2 separate regions of the Mus musculus genome follow, and region 2 is linked to region 1. The links are chromatin contacts, called in public HiChIP or PLAC-seq maps. All regions are on one chromosome and are shown on one strand. Each heading gives the region's core, a stretch centred on a gene start, on an enhancer-like site or on the middle of the called end of the contact. The rest is flanking DNA. Distances are from core to core; before and after follow the strand shown.

Region 1 (6,946 bases), core at 745-3,244:
GGAGGGCCTTCAGTGACCTGTGTAGCAATCATAATGGATCCCACCAGTCAAGGTCACAATTAGGACTGTGGGCTGCAGTGGCTGTACATATTCCTGGTTTCCTCACAGCACAGCAGTCATTAGGGTGGGTCAGGGCTCCTGTATGCATCCATTCACCTGCACCATTACCTCTTCCCTGTTATTGAGGAAGCCATCACAGGCCCACTCAGAGGCGAGCCAGGAGGACACAGAGAACTTGCAATGGAGAACGTCTGAACATTGTAGTGGCCATGTTCTGAAAGCACCCCCAGGCTTGGGGGGGGTGATATAGCTTAGTTGGGAAAGTACTGGTTTAGCACTAGAAAAGAACTAGGTTCAATCCCTGACATCCTATAAAGCAGGGTGGGAGTGCACAGTCTGTAATCCCAGCACCCCTGAGGTGGAAGCTGGGGGACCAGTGGGTCAAGGCTATCTCCACTTCAGTCAGATTCATGCCAAAACGGCAATAAAAGTTCTCCAGCACAAATGTCCCATCTGTCCCTGAACCCATGTTGAAGTCTCCCTAGTCCAACAGGCTCCCCAGTGTCCAATTCCCTTCCCAGCCCCCATCAGTGTCTCCATGGGACACCCAGAGATACACACACACACAAATGAGTTACCTGCTTTATTCTCCAGGGTCTCCATTGGACTCCAAACTCTTCTAGGAATACAGTCCCCCTCTCTTCCCTCCACATCACTGGCTTTCTTTCTCTTCATCCTTGCTCCTCCTTCACCCACTCCTAGCTTCTACCATAATGGGCCCAAATCCTGTGATCTGCTGCGGACAGCCCAGCCACTTCCTCAGAGCTAAAACAAACATTTTAGTGCACAGAACCCTCTTTCCCATTGCCCGGTCCCCGGTCCTGTGACCTTCTCACCAGCCGGTGCCATCTGAAGCTATGCATGTGCTTACTGGACAGGGCTCCTGTACGTATCCATTTACCATCATCTGCACCTGTCAATGAGGAAGCTATCACAGGCTTGCCCAGAGGCAAGGAAGGCGCGCACAGAGAACTCCTTGCAATGGAGATTGGTTGAACAATGTAGTGGCCATATTCTGAAAGCGCCCCCCCCCCAGGCTGTACCCAGACCAAGGTCTCCCGTGTTCCTTGAATCCACGGTTGTCAGCATGGCTGGCGCCAGTAGCCCGTGGACGCATGCGTGAACAGCGGCTGTACATGAAGGTATGCATGAAGAACTGCAGTCTGGAAGGCTAAGCAGGCCTGGAGTGGAGAGAAGAGTAGGGGTCACTAGAGTTGGGGCTACCTTGTTCCAATCTGGCTATTCACCTGTTAGTGACTTTGAGTTTGACTTCACCTCCTCAGTTTCTCCAACTGAAACTTGGGCTGCGTGTCTCTGATCAGAAAGACAAAAGGCCAGAATGCACCACCTGCCGCACCCAGCAGGTGTCGCCGTGAGAGCGCTCTGAGCTTTCACCTGCGCGTGTTCTCAGGTTCTGCTACTGGTCATTGGGCTCCAGTCCAATTCCAAGTCTCCACCGGTAGCAAGATTCCGGAGGATCCTGTCACGTCTCGCCTTAGGTGCAATCAGCCCCTCGCACAGACGAGGGTGAGGAGAGAATGTGTGGGGTAGTAGTTCTGCAGGAGTCTCCACCCCAGTTCCCTGTTTCTGGCCCGTGTGACAGAGCTCTAACAAGGCGTGAGGGTTCTGAAATGAGCCTATATCCTCTACACCCAGAGGATGGCCCTTGGGCACCTGCTGGTCTCAACCTGCGAGTTAGCGAAGGATGCTAGGCAGGCAGGATTCCACCGCCCTCCACCCCCAACTCCGCTCCACGCCCCCGCCTCCCACCGCCGCGAGCTCGGAGGAGCGCCGCGGGAGCGCGCTCGGGGCAGACATCCTCGACCCGCGGGCGCTTGGGCGCGGGGCGGGCGCTCCGGGAGGCGGGCGGGGGAAGGGCGGAGAGGGAGGGGCGGGGGCGGGAGGCAGCAGCGCCCCGCAGTCCCCGCGCCTCAAACACTTGCCGCGATCGCTGGCGCGCAGCGGCGCCCCTTGTTGCGCTTGTTCTCCCCTCCTCTGGCTCCGCGGCTCCCGCGCTCTGGGACAGTCTCCAGTGCCTAGCGCGGACCGACGCACCGACGGACCGCCCAGGGAGCCTCGGCCCGCGCCCCCTGCGCAGGCTATGTGGATTGCCCCGCCGGGCCCGGCTGGCGGGATCAGCACAGCCCGGCCCGTGGCACCCGCCACCAGCGGGGACTATGACCCGGAAAGCGCGGCGCTGCCTGGGCCACCTCTTTCTCAGCCTGGGCATAGTCTACCTCCGGATCGGGTAAGCACCGCGCGCGTTCTTTCCGCGCGTGCGACGGAGGCAAAGTTGACTGGGCCCGGGAGGGAGGCGCGCTGCCCAACTTAGCTCAGGAGAGGCAGTGGGAGGTGCAGGAACCCTGAGGGCACAAAGGCTCCCCGTGAGCGGACAACCCAGGGGCGCACGCAATTCCACAGACTCGGGCAGGGGATCGGCCATCCCAAGGATCTCAGAGTCAGGGATACCTCCAGAAACAGACAGTTAAGTGTTTCTGGAAGCGAATATCTGCTCTATGGGGTCCCCAGGAACCGCCCCACCCCCCGCCCCTGCGCGCAAGCCACAAGCACAGTAGATCCGGCAGGACCACAGCCACCCCTAGAGAGCTCAATTCCCAGCAGGAATTCTACGCGCGATATTGTGAGCGCAGCCCTTTTGCAGACAGGGCTACTCATGTAGCAAACGTGGGCCCAGGACTGGGGGTGTTCCCTGGCAAAAGCATAAACCACCTTTCAGAGCTCTGGCACCGCCTCATTTCCAGCGGCCCTCAGACCCCCTTCCCAAGCTAGGAGGACAGCACATTTAACAATCAGAACCAAATAGTACGACCAGAGATAGTTAATGGCTAGTCGGAGACACCAAGGAGAGACGCTCTCTAGCCGCCACCCAAAGAAAGCAAGACAGCCGACCCTGGGGTCGCTGGGGTGGGAGCCAAAGAACCCAGGCGTCAGGAGGTGGGGCAGGAGACACTCTAACTGGAAAGTGGAAGCAGGTGGCTTCTTGCGCTGCGTTGCGCGGCCTCTCTTTGTACTTAGGAAGTGACTTGTGTGCAGCACGGTTTTGGGGACGTGGGGGGCTTTAATCATAGACAGAGGTCCTAGCGCCAAAGGGCTACCTTGGGAGGCTTCACACCTGCCTCTCTCTATACACCCCTACTACCTGTGAACCTCCTGTCGCTGCCTTGGGAAGAACTGGACCCAAGGCCAGGGGGCGTGTGTGGCAGACCCTTTGTGTTTCTCCGCCGCCACCCTCAGGGTTCCCACTTCCCCAACCCCACCTCTCTGGAATGGGATTTCAAAACCAAGTGCGCTCTGAGTGGACTAGGCGGCCTCCAGCCCAACCGCGGATCGAGAGGCGGCTTCTGGGCTCGCGCGCTGCCTGCCTGCGGGTGTGTTTTAAGTGTTATTGATTCGCCCGCGTCTGGATGGCTTTTCTTTTCTTTTCTTTTTTTTTCCCCCCCACTTGCTTTAATCTTCATCTTGGCCCGCGCACTACCGCCCTGCGCTCATCCACTCATCCAGCATCCAGGAAGCGAGGTCGGGCTCATTGGCTCTGGCCGCGTTAGGTATTATCTTCTTTTTAATTAGAAACGAGGGGCGGAGACACTAAAGACTGGAGCAGGGGAAAGCGGCAGAAAGTAAAACTCCCTGATTTCTCCGGGACCTGACACCTCATTGGCTCACTAGGGGCTACCCTAGGGGAGGAGGCGGAGGTCAGGGGGCGTGGCCTTCTCTCAGGGCAGTTGGAGGGAGGTCCCGGTTAAGAGTTTCAGTGACTTTGAACCGCTCTGCTGGGTCCGAGGGTTAAGGTCCCCAAGTCCCTTGAGGTTTCTCAGTCTGGTAGGTAAGACTGGCTCCTGTGTCACCTATGTGTGACATATTTGTGGTATTCTAATTTTACCTGGGCTGTTCAGATGACTGCAGTACTAGCCCTGGGAACCATAAGTTCCAAAAGCGATAAAAATGGCACCTCAACATGTGCTTCCTATCGACCCTCTGAGGTGCAGACGGCCTCTCAGAAGCTCTTGTTTAAGCAGTGCAGGCTCTGAGATACATAAGGGGGGTTGTGAACCTGCTCCAGGTTAGAAAGTGAAGGAAGGCTTTGATGGAAAAGGGGCCTGCCCCCTTGGGCACTAGAAAATTGCTTCTCTGAGATTCGGGTCCCATGGTATCATGGCTCTCTGCAGGGACAGGTATTTCCTGGTCATCAGCTAGGTGTTTAGAAGACTTGTGGCCAAAATCCTGCCCTGCCCTACCTCAGACTTCATCTGGACTGTGGCTCTGTGAGAGGTCCTCTGTAGTAGCTGAGAGGACACCACCCCCTCTCCAGCACCTGCTAGTCAGAGCCCTCCTCCAGGTCTCACCCCCTATCTCTGTGTCCCCTCCAGTGGCTTCTCTTCGGTGGTAGCTCTGGGTGCGAGCATCATCTGTAACAAGATCCCAGGCCTGGCTCCCAGACAGCGGGCAATCTGCCAGAGCCGGCCGGACGCCATCATCGTCATAGGAGAAGGCTCCCAAATGGGCCTGGACGAGTGTCAGTTTCAGTTCCGAAATGGCCGTTGGAACTGCTCAGCGCTGGGAGAGCGTACTGTCTTCGGGAAGGAGCTCAAAGTGGGTATGTGATCATCAGACACCCTGCACAGGGTCTTTGGAGCTATAAGGAGCCAGTACCCTTTGGGAGCTCTATGTGATCCCTTCACTTGCTCTAGTTCTAGTATCCTTGATGACTGTATCTTGTGCATGGTTGACTTAGACTGATGTCCAGGACTGCATCTGGAAGCCATGCCACTTTGCTGGTTACAGGCAAAGCTCGGGCACGAACTAATGGCCTAAAATCTTGCTGGCTGATCTAACATGTTTTCAAATGAGACCTGAATTTAAATGTGGGGTGTTTTACCCAAAGGTGTTGCAGCCTCTTTTGGGAAATAGGCAGATCTATTGGTTACTTAATGTGCGTAGGGAATCATTGTGATGGTTAGAGCTGAGATACAACCACCCGAGGGTAAGGTATGAGTGACCTATTCTCTGCCATAGTCCCCAACACTCCCTACTGTGGTCCAGCATGCACAGTCCTATGACACAATCCACCTGATTCCTACAGCATTGCTTGGGGGGAGGCTTGGCATGTGCAGATGTGTATGTATGTCTGAGCACATACACACGTGCATTCAACTTGTAAGGCAGTCATGATGTTTGTGATAGAATGGTTGTAGAGAAAGTCAGTGATCTTCAGGAGATCCTGGGCTGTAGGAAAGAATGTGGAGACATTTTCTTCCTTGTAGGTGTCCAGACTTGGGGGCCAAGATGTCAACAGACTCACTTCTGCACTGTGACCTTCCCTGAGGCACAGGGCAATACAGGTCCCTCTGGGCTGTGCTTATCAACACAGCTCTGCTGAAAAGGCCCCGTTGAATGCTCTTCTCAGCCTTAGCACCAGTATTTGGATGCTCCAAATCCCCAGTCCATTCCAGCATCCTCCACATTCCCCAGCCTCCCTGCTGTCATCTGGGTTCCCAGGCTAGCCCACCTCCTCCTTGCTCCCAGCAGGAAGGAACAATTTTAAAGTAGAAACTAGGTCACAGTGTTACTCTAGGAAAGATCCATTAAAGGGCCTCTTATTCCAGCCAGCAGGAAACCATTGCCCACCTGCTGTTGAGACCTTGGGGTCTTCATGACCACCCAGCCTCATCCTCTTTTAAACACTGCCTTCTCTTAAGGGCCTCAGTGCTTCTGTAGAGATGGGTACCACAGTCCGAAACGTCTGTGTGCACTCAAGGCTCTTGAGCCTTCCCCTGCCCGCTCCCTTGGATCTGCTTCGGCCAACTTCTCACATTATCTCAGTGTGTTCTACCTACTCCAGGAGGGCAGGGGCTCTGGCCAGCTCACAGTGACTGCATCCTTCCCTGCCTCCATACAGTCTTGCCACAGCTCTGCTTTGGTCACTAGACTGTACTGACTATAGAACTGGGCCCTGTGGTCCTCTCCTGCAGAACCCCTTTCCCCGCACTACCTGTCTGGATCTTGGCTACATGAATTTCCTTCTCCCCTGTCCTCTCCTTCTCAACATCAGAATCAGGTTTTTGGGTGTTTTGTTTTGTTTTGTTTTGTTTTGGTTTGGTTTGGTTTGGTTTTTGTTTTGGATGAGAGAGGAGTGGACCAATCTAGCTCAGGCAACAGGATGGTGCTGACACCAAGACTGCAGTTGAAATCCCTGCCTCCCGAGCCTTCTGCTTGTTCCCTTTCATCTTTGTCCTTCTCAAATGTTCTATCCCTCTTCAAACCCCAACACCCAGGATGGCACTCTGACATCATTTTAAACCTGATGGCCTTGCTGGGACATAATGAGCAAATGTGCTACAGATGAGTAAACTGAGACTCAGAAGGGACTTGGCCCAAGTGAGTGACAGGGTCTCCCAGGACAGAGTTCATCTCTTATGGCTTGCTGTTTTAGAATGAGTACAGCCACCCCATGGCCACACTGTGATGATGCCCATTGGGCTGTGGCAGAGGGGATCAGGATGGAGGCACCCCTGGATCATAGCACCCCCCATACCTGGCTGCATACTGTGGGATTAGCCTCAACACAGCCTCCTGTAAGGAGGAGGGATGCCACCAGTATTCTGGGAAGCAACAAAGGACTGGGTTAGAGGAATGCCAGTTAGGACAGGTAAAGCTAACCAGGAGAAAAGATATGACCTAGCAATGTTGGGGTACCATGGAGGGAAGTAGGAGCTAGAGCTCAAAGATAAGGTAGCCCAGACTAAGGAGCTTGAACTTCTAGGACTTAGGGTTTGTTGGAAGATTCTGCCCATAGCCACACCTACCAAAGTATGGGCTGAGCCTTAATCATTGTCATGATTTGATGGTTATTGACCCACCATTGACT
Region 2 (6,833 bases), core at 3,922-6,421, 38 kb after region 1:
GGGGATATGGGTCAGGGATAGAGAACACTTGTCTAGCATGCATAAGGCCCTGGGTCTGATCCCTAGCACTGAAGGAAAAAAAAAAAAAAAAAGGATTCTCCTAAATGGACTAATCTATTTTATTTAATCTATTATCACCATACGACGTCGAGGTCTTATGTGCTGGTTTTCCATAATAATTGTCTGCGATCTCGTGTTTATACTCATAGCATAGAAGGACATCACATTGCTTCCAGGATGTCTGCTCTACTCCTCTAAGCTCTGAGTCTGACTTAGGACTGGTGAGGGAGATGTAACTTCACTCTCTGGGTCCCTGAGGTAGCTGTAAATTTCTCCTGAGGACAATCCTGGAGGAACAAAGAGGCCATACTAGGTCCCTGCATCCTCTTTCCCACCCTGACAGGCCAGCAGGTCTGTTCACTACCTCATTTAGCTCACATAACCCAGAGGTGGGTTCTCTTACCAGTCCCTGATTTTGTGGTTAAAGAACCGGGTTCAGAGAGGCTGAGCATCCTCAGAGTGACCGCGTCAGTTGGTGATAGACCTGGGGCTTGAATCAAAAACATTGAGAGCTCTTTCTCCTCTGCAATAAGAGACTCTAAGTCTTTTAGCATGACACCGTTTCAAGATAATTTTCAGGCCCATTCACTTCTGCAAATCTGTGGGGGTGGACCCTGAAGCCAGAGAGCCTCTGGAGTGGCAAAGAAGGCACAGCACCTTTGGTTGGCAGGGCTAGGACAGCCCAAGTCCTTGGGAGCTCTGGGTCCTGGCTCCTGAAGCAGCACCAGGAATTCAGTGTTCCCTCAGCCACGCCACCATCTGTTCCTGAGTAGGGGGAGATTCATTGTATTCAACTGGAAACTTCCATGGGATCAAGACCAGACACTCGATCAGAAGAATCCGAGTTCCATCCAATAGAAATCTAATACAATCCCCAGCTAGCAAAGGGTATTTCAGAGGAGATGCCCAGCCTGTATGTCCCAGCTACTTGAGGCCAGCCATTCCTAATTCACAGATGTCTGCTGAGGGTCTCCCAGGAGAAAGCTTCTTCTACATGCCTCATGGACTACACAGCAGAGGGCTCTGCATAGGCAGACTAGCAAGTTCTCTAAAAATGTGTGGCAGGGAGGATGGAAACTAGGATGGTGTGAGAGAGCCTGACAGAAGAAGGTGACAAAGCAGAGGACCCAGGGGGAAAGCTGCCACAGCAAGACAGTGGCAGATATAGGGGTCTTTAGTGGGAATAAACATGGCTTCCCAAGAATGCCCGGTACCAACTGTTCACTGAGGGTGTTTGGCAGAGCTGAGCTGCAGCAGGTGTCCTGGGCACTAGAGAGTAGGATGAGGATTTTTTTAAAGAGGTGGCCACTTGGCCTCTTATGACTGACCCCATCCCTGCCACAGCAAAGCCCAGCTATGCCGGATGTGTATTGGCTTCCAGGAGGGGAGTTGGCCCAGTATAAATCTCCCACCAAGTCGTCCAGAGTACTGTGAGGTATTCAGGTATCCTTTCTTTCCTATCCTAGCCATTGCTAAGGCATACCCAACTTCTCTCCTGTAGCTCCCTGACCCTTTGATCTTTGCAGCTTCTGTCCAATTACTTCTGCTACTAGTGATGCCCTGACCTTGTTTCTTTGCTCGCTTCAAAACTCACAAGTCCCTTCTTCCAGGAAGCCTCTCAGGCACATCATTTGCTTGGCGTATACAGAATGCAAAGGCTTCTGTGTGGGCCAGATAGATCTAAGGAAGAAAGATCCACTGGCTTGTTTGTCTCCCGAACTATGCAGAGTCTTCTGAGAAGAGAGACCTTGCTTGACCAGTCTTGTGTCACCAGCACCTGACATAGGTCTTAGCAGAGGGTAGCTCTCAAATGGCTCTGAAAGGACAGACTGGAGTTCTGTCCCATGCACATGTATTAAAAGCACCTGAAGAGCTTAGGATGCTCTCCCATACCTTTCCAGATCTGATACTAAGTCAGAACTTATGAGAGCCTGGGCCAGGCTTCTGGGCATTCCGCTCCCATTGATTCTGCAGGGCTGGAAAGTCCAACCTGGGAAGAGAAGCAGGTGCCAGCCATACACTAGACTAGAGCCATACTTTGCACACCCATTGCATCAGCAGCTATGCTCAGGGCTGCAGGCTCCACAGCATTTTTGCAGCAGCGTTATTGAGCCATTCATGTGTCACACAATCACACAATCACCCAATGTCAGTGGTTCCTAACAGGTTCATAGAGATACACACCCTTAAAAGAAAGTTAAAACCTTCAACAACCAAAAGAAACTTTTTGGTAATCACTGATAGTTGTGGACCAAAAGGCAAGCAAACTAGCTGGTATCCCAGTAGAGAGGAGGTATAAGCAGGAGGATCAGGGGTTTAAGGCTAGCCTGGTCTATGTGAGATCCTGTCCCAGAAAGACAAAAAGCCAACCAATCAGTCACCATCCTGCTCATTAGTCCCGACTTCCCCAGTTTCCTGATAACTATTGATGTATCTTCTACTTTTGTGGATTTGCCTTTCTAGACATTTCGTGTAAATGGGATCATACTGTCTGTGTGTGTGTGTGTGGTATGTGTGTGTGTGTGGTATGTGTGTGTGTGTGTGTGTGTGTGTGTGTATGTGTGTGTGTGTGGTATGTGTGTGGTATGTGTGTGTGTGTGTGTGTGGTGTGTGTGTGTGTGTGTGTGTGTGTGTGTGTTTCAGTGACAGGCTTTGTATATTACTAGCACGTGTGTAGGGCACATCCATGTTGTAGCATGCTGCTTAGACTCGGAGCATCCCCTAAAGCCCATCTGCTAAAGGTTTAGTTGCCAGCTTATTGAGGGGTCACCAGGTGTCTGGGAGGATGTCTTTGAAGGAGAGAGTGGAGCCTCTACCTATCTAGTCTCTAGCCCTGCCCCCCCCCCCCCCGTTTCCTGGTTGCCAGGAGGTAAGCAACTTCCCACTGAGCACTACCATGAAGGACTGTGACATCACAGCCCCAAAGCAGGAGGGCCAAGCAAGCATGGAAAGAGTTAAGGAACCATGGTCAATGTAAGCATCGATGACCTTGGGAATTTTGCCACAGTGACAGAAGTCTAGGTAGCAACACTTCTTCCCTTTTCATGGCAGAAGACATTATATGGAGAGTTTGTTGTGTCAACACCAAGCAAAATGCAGAGATAACTCTCCAATTCAGATCTTATTAGGGGAAATAAACTAAGGATAGGAACGGAATCTGGAACGCATAGGCTCGTGCCTTAGAGGCCTCTGATGTTGGAAAAAGCAAAGCAAAGTTGGAAACTATAGGAGAGAGAAATCTACACGGCTTGTTTTGAGGTCAGGTCTGATAGCACACTGGGTGCCTGCAGGAGCTCTGACCGTCATGTGGTAGGTAGCATTGCCTACAGAAAGATAGTCTTTAGGTTACAGTGGTTATTCTGTGGTTGGCTGCTTAGTGAAAATAGCTCTTAGGACTGATGGGCCATGGTGGGGTATCCCCATTTTCATGGCCCCTTGACTGTGTTAGTGGAATATGACAAGATGCCCCCATTTGCAAGAAGTTATCAAAACCTATTTGTCTAGTGAGGGCCTTGGGAGTTGTTCCATTTGAACTTTAATGGCTGTTGCTGCGAAGAACACATGCAGACTTGGGTATCTGGCATGACCTCTGTGCTGTTGATGTGCCTAGGCACTGCCACCTCAGAGCTCTCTCCGAAAGTGCATAAGTCTAGGGCCAACAGAGGAAGAGGAACTGATAGACTTCAGGCCTTTGAGAGGGCTGCATAGGCCAGCCCTATCCTACATCTCTAAGGGCTGTCAGAGCATCAGGTTGGTGGGTGCTGGGAATGCTAACTATCTCACCGTTTTGCATTGGTCCCCACCCCCTAATTGAAGGGTTGAGGAGAAATCTATTGTTCTACCCACAATCCCTTTGTGATAGTAAGGACTTTTGAGAGCTCAACCCCAGCACTCTTAACAGCTTGAGTGAGGTGAGCACCATGGCCTAAGGCTGCTACCACCTCATTTCTTCTAGATTGGTGTGTGTGTGTGTGTGTGTGTGTGTGTGTGAGAGAGAGAGAGAGAGAGAGAGAGAGAGAGAGAGAGAGAGAGAGAGAGAGAGAGGTGGTGATGATGATGATGAGAGAACAAGTGTGCTCTATTACTGGAGATTGAACCTAGAACCTCATGCATGCTGGTCAAGTGCTCTGCCACTGAGAGACAACCCTAGAAGTAGATTATTCCACTCTTACAAATATCTTCTAGGTTGGTTGTAGGGGGGAGTCTATTTCCTTCAAAGCTACCACTGCTAGAAGCTGGCATCTGCCTATTGCCAGTGTGACAGTTGATCTGCAATGACTTCCCAGTCCAGACTAGGTCTCTCACTGTGCACCTGGCCGCCCACCTCTAATCCTAGCCTAAGAAATAAATCATCATGTGCTTCAAAGATGAAGGAGAGTGAATAAAAGAGGAAATGAGGCAAAAGTCCACTCACGGATGCCCCAGAGATGGCTGGAAGCACATACGTTTGTTGACTCCACATTCTTCTATCACAGGCAGGACCACCCAACCGTCTCACTCAAAGCCACAGTTCATAGTCTCCACTCAGCTTGGACCATGGGACAGTCCTGTAGCCTCTCTGGTTTATTTATCATCTCAGGAGAGATGGCAGGCAGGAGCACTGTGAGCAGCTACCGTCCCCAGAGCATAGCCACTGCCTTTTGGAAATGGCTCCAAGTGTCCATGAAAGCCCTATGAAGGGGTTATAGCAGCCTCAGCTTGCAATGAGAGGACCTGAGGCCTGCCCAGGCCCACAGCCATGCAGGAGCCTATGTGCTGTCACCTGGGCTCCCACCATGTCAGAGGGTGTGCATATGTGTATGAATGTAGAGGAAGATGAACACATGTGCATGTGCGTGTGCGTGTACGTGTGTGTGTGTGTGTGTGTGTGTGTGTGTGTGTGTATGTCTTTATATAAGTGTAAAACTACACAAGTGTGGCTTGGTGGTGGTGGTGGTGGTGGTGATGCCTTTAATCCCAGCATTCCAGAGGTAGAGGTAGGCAGAAAACTTAATTCAAGGCCAGCCTGGTCTACAGAGTGAGTTCCAGGACAGCCAAAGTTACACAGAGCAAAGGCATGTGAACATGTGGGTCACATGGTTTTGAGGGAGGGTGTGAATATATGTGCAGATGAGACCTGGCACTGCTTGTATGGTAATGAGTACAAGGGTGTGTAGCCTGTAGAGCTGGGTTGGGGCACCCACAGGAAGGGGTGTTGTGGGTTTGTAAGCATTCCTTGCTTCTGGCTCTTTGACCACAGCAGACCTGTGCCAGGAATACAGGAGGAACATGAACCTCAGAGGAGACAAGACTGGGGCCATTTATGAAGTTTCTATAAGACCCCAGAGTTAGAGGACAGGTTTCAGACAAGTCTATAACTCAAGGACAGCAGGGAGTCACTTTGTCCAAGCCTCTGTAACCCAATAGACAACGATTTCTAGAGGCCTCTAGTTTACACCAGAAATCCTCTCTGGCTGGGTCCCAAACCCCTTTTCCTGGCCATGCCTTCTGTGCTCAGGTCTGTAACCCTTGTGCTGCAGTGTGGCCCCAGTCTGTGGAATGCAGCTGTGCCTGCACCCACCTGAATCAGGTAGGGACGCTGGCTTCAAGTGAGTGCACTCAGTATGGCTTAAAGAATGCAACCAAAGAGAAAATACCCCAAGTATTTACAGAAAAAGCTGTTTCCCCTCTTTCATCTGAGTTGCCCAGAGGAATACAGCTGCAGTTAAGTGCAAGGCAGCTTTCGGCTCATGATGGATGGGCCCAAGGATGAGGGGAGGGGAGCAGTAGGGGAGGAGTGAGATGAAGAGGAGCTGTGAAGGATGGGGATCAAGAGGAGGAGGAGCAGCAGCAGGGGGAGGAACAGTGGAAGGAGGAGCAGCAGGAGGAGGAGCAGCAGGGGAGGAGCAGCAAGGGGAAGAGCAGCAGGAGTAAAGAAGCAGGGGGAGGAGCAGCAGGGGAGGAGCAGCAGGGGGAAGAGCAGCAGGAGTAAAGAAGCAGGGGGAGGAGCAGCAGGGGGAGGAACAGCAGGGGGAGGAACAGTGGGAGGAGGAGCAGCAGAAGGAGGGGGAGCAGCAAGGAGAAGAACAGCAGGGGGAGGAGCAGTGGGAGGAGGAGCAGCAGTGGGAGGAGCAGCAAGGGAAAGAACAGCAGGAGGAGGAGTAGTGGGAGGAGGAGCAGCAGTGGGAGGGGCAGCAGGGGGAGGAGCAGCAGCAAGAGGAGGAGGAGTGATGGAGAAAAGTAAGTGCTCCCTGCCTCAGGATGTTTTGTTATAGCATGCTGTCACAAAGAATCTAGTCACCTGGATCCTTGCCCACCACCTGAGAGGTACAAATGGCCCAGAACTGATGCCTCAGAGGGGACCAGGGAAGGAAGCAGCAATGTCAGCTTACTTAGATTCTCACTCTTCAGCTCCCAGGGTCCTGACCTTCTCATGTCTTTTGAACTTATAGTTTAGGGTGGTGGTGGTAGTAGTGGTGGTGTGTATGTCTGTATTGTACACATGTGTGCTTGATGCATACAATTATGTGTGCAGATGCACATGTGCTGTGGCATGCTTATGGTAAGGTCAGAAGGTCTTCCGCTGTCTTTGAGTCAGGGTCTCTTTGCTCTTCATTGTGATGTACACAGGCAAGTGGCCTGCTAGCTTCTAGGGAGTCTCCTGTTTCCACTTCCTACCTTGCTAAAGGAGCATGCAGACTCTGATGCACATGTAACTTTTCCCGGTGGGTTCTGGGACTCCAAACTTCCCTCCTCTCCTACAGCAAGGGCTTTACCCACTGGCATCTCACCTG

What was found. HiChIP or PLAC-seq counts read pairs in DNA pulled down with a chosen protein or histone mark.
Region 2: an HNF4G HiChIP or PLAC-seq map of pancreatic cancer cells shows a contact between it and region 1. The contact joins the enhancer-like site here to the promoter of Wnt7a in region 1. A contact is called at or near these places in 2 of 39 promoter capture datasets (HPC-7-derived erythroid cells and hippocampal neurons), 1 of 15 datasets of contacts at CTCF or cohesin (the NIH/3T3 cell line), 6 of 484 Hi-C or Micro-C datasets (B cells, brain, cerebellum and 3 more), 11 of 115 datasets of contacts at active chromatin or transcription factors (embryonic forebrain, embryonic midbrain, embryonic stem cells and 5 more) and 3 of 9 other capture datasets (adipose tissue, embryonic stem cells and pancreatic islet).

Annotation. Positions count from the first base shown.
Region 1 is chr6:91,406,401-91,413,346 of GRCm38.p6, reverse strand. It overlaps Wnt7a (wingless-type MMTV integration site family, member 7A), which reads left to right and starts at 1,994. Exons shown (of 4, transcript NM_009527.4): 1 at 1,994-2,308; 2 at 4,449-4,675. The coding sequence starts at 2,238. Gm30437 (a long non-coding RNA gene) reads right to left here and starts at 2,019. Exons shown (of 2, transcript XR_377869.4): 1 at 1,336-2,019; 2 at 631-1,241.
Region 2 is chr6:91,371,554-91,378,386 of GRCm38.p6, reverse strand. All of the region lies in intron 3 of Wnt7a (wingless-type MMTV integration site family, member 7A), which reads left to right. Among named protein-coding and RNA genes, the nearest start is that of Gm30437, 36 kb to the left of the region's middle. Within about 2 kb of position 5,171, at least 21 of the 459 cell types and tissues checked have an H3K27ac peak or open chromatin away from gene starts, as enhancers often do. A contact at or near this core is called in pancreatic cancer cells, where this site is marked.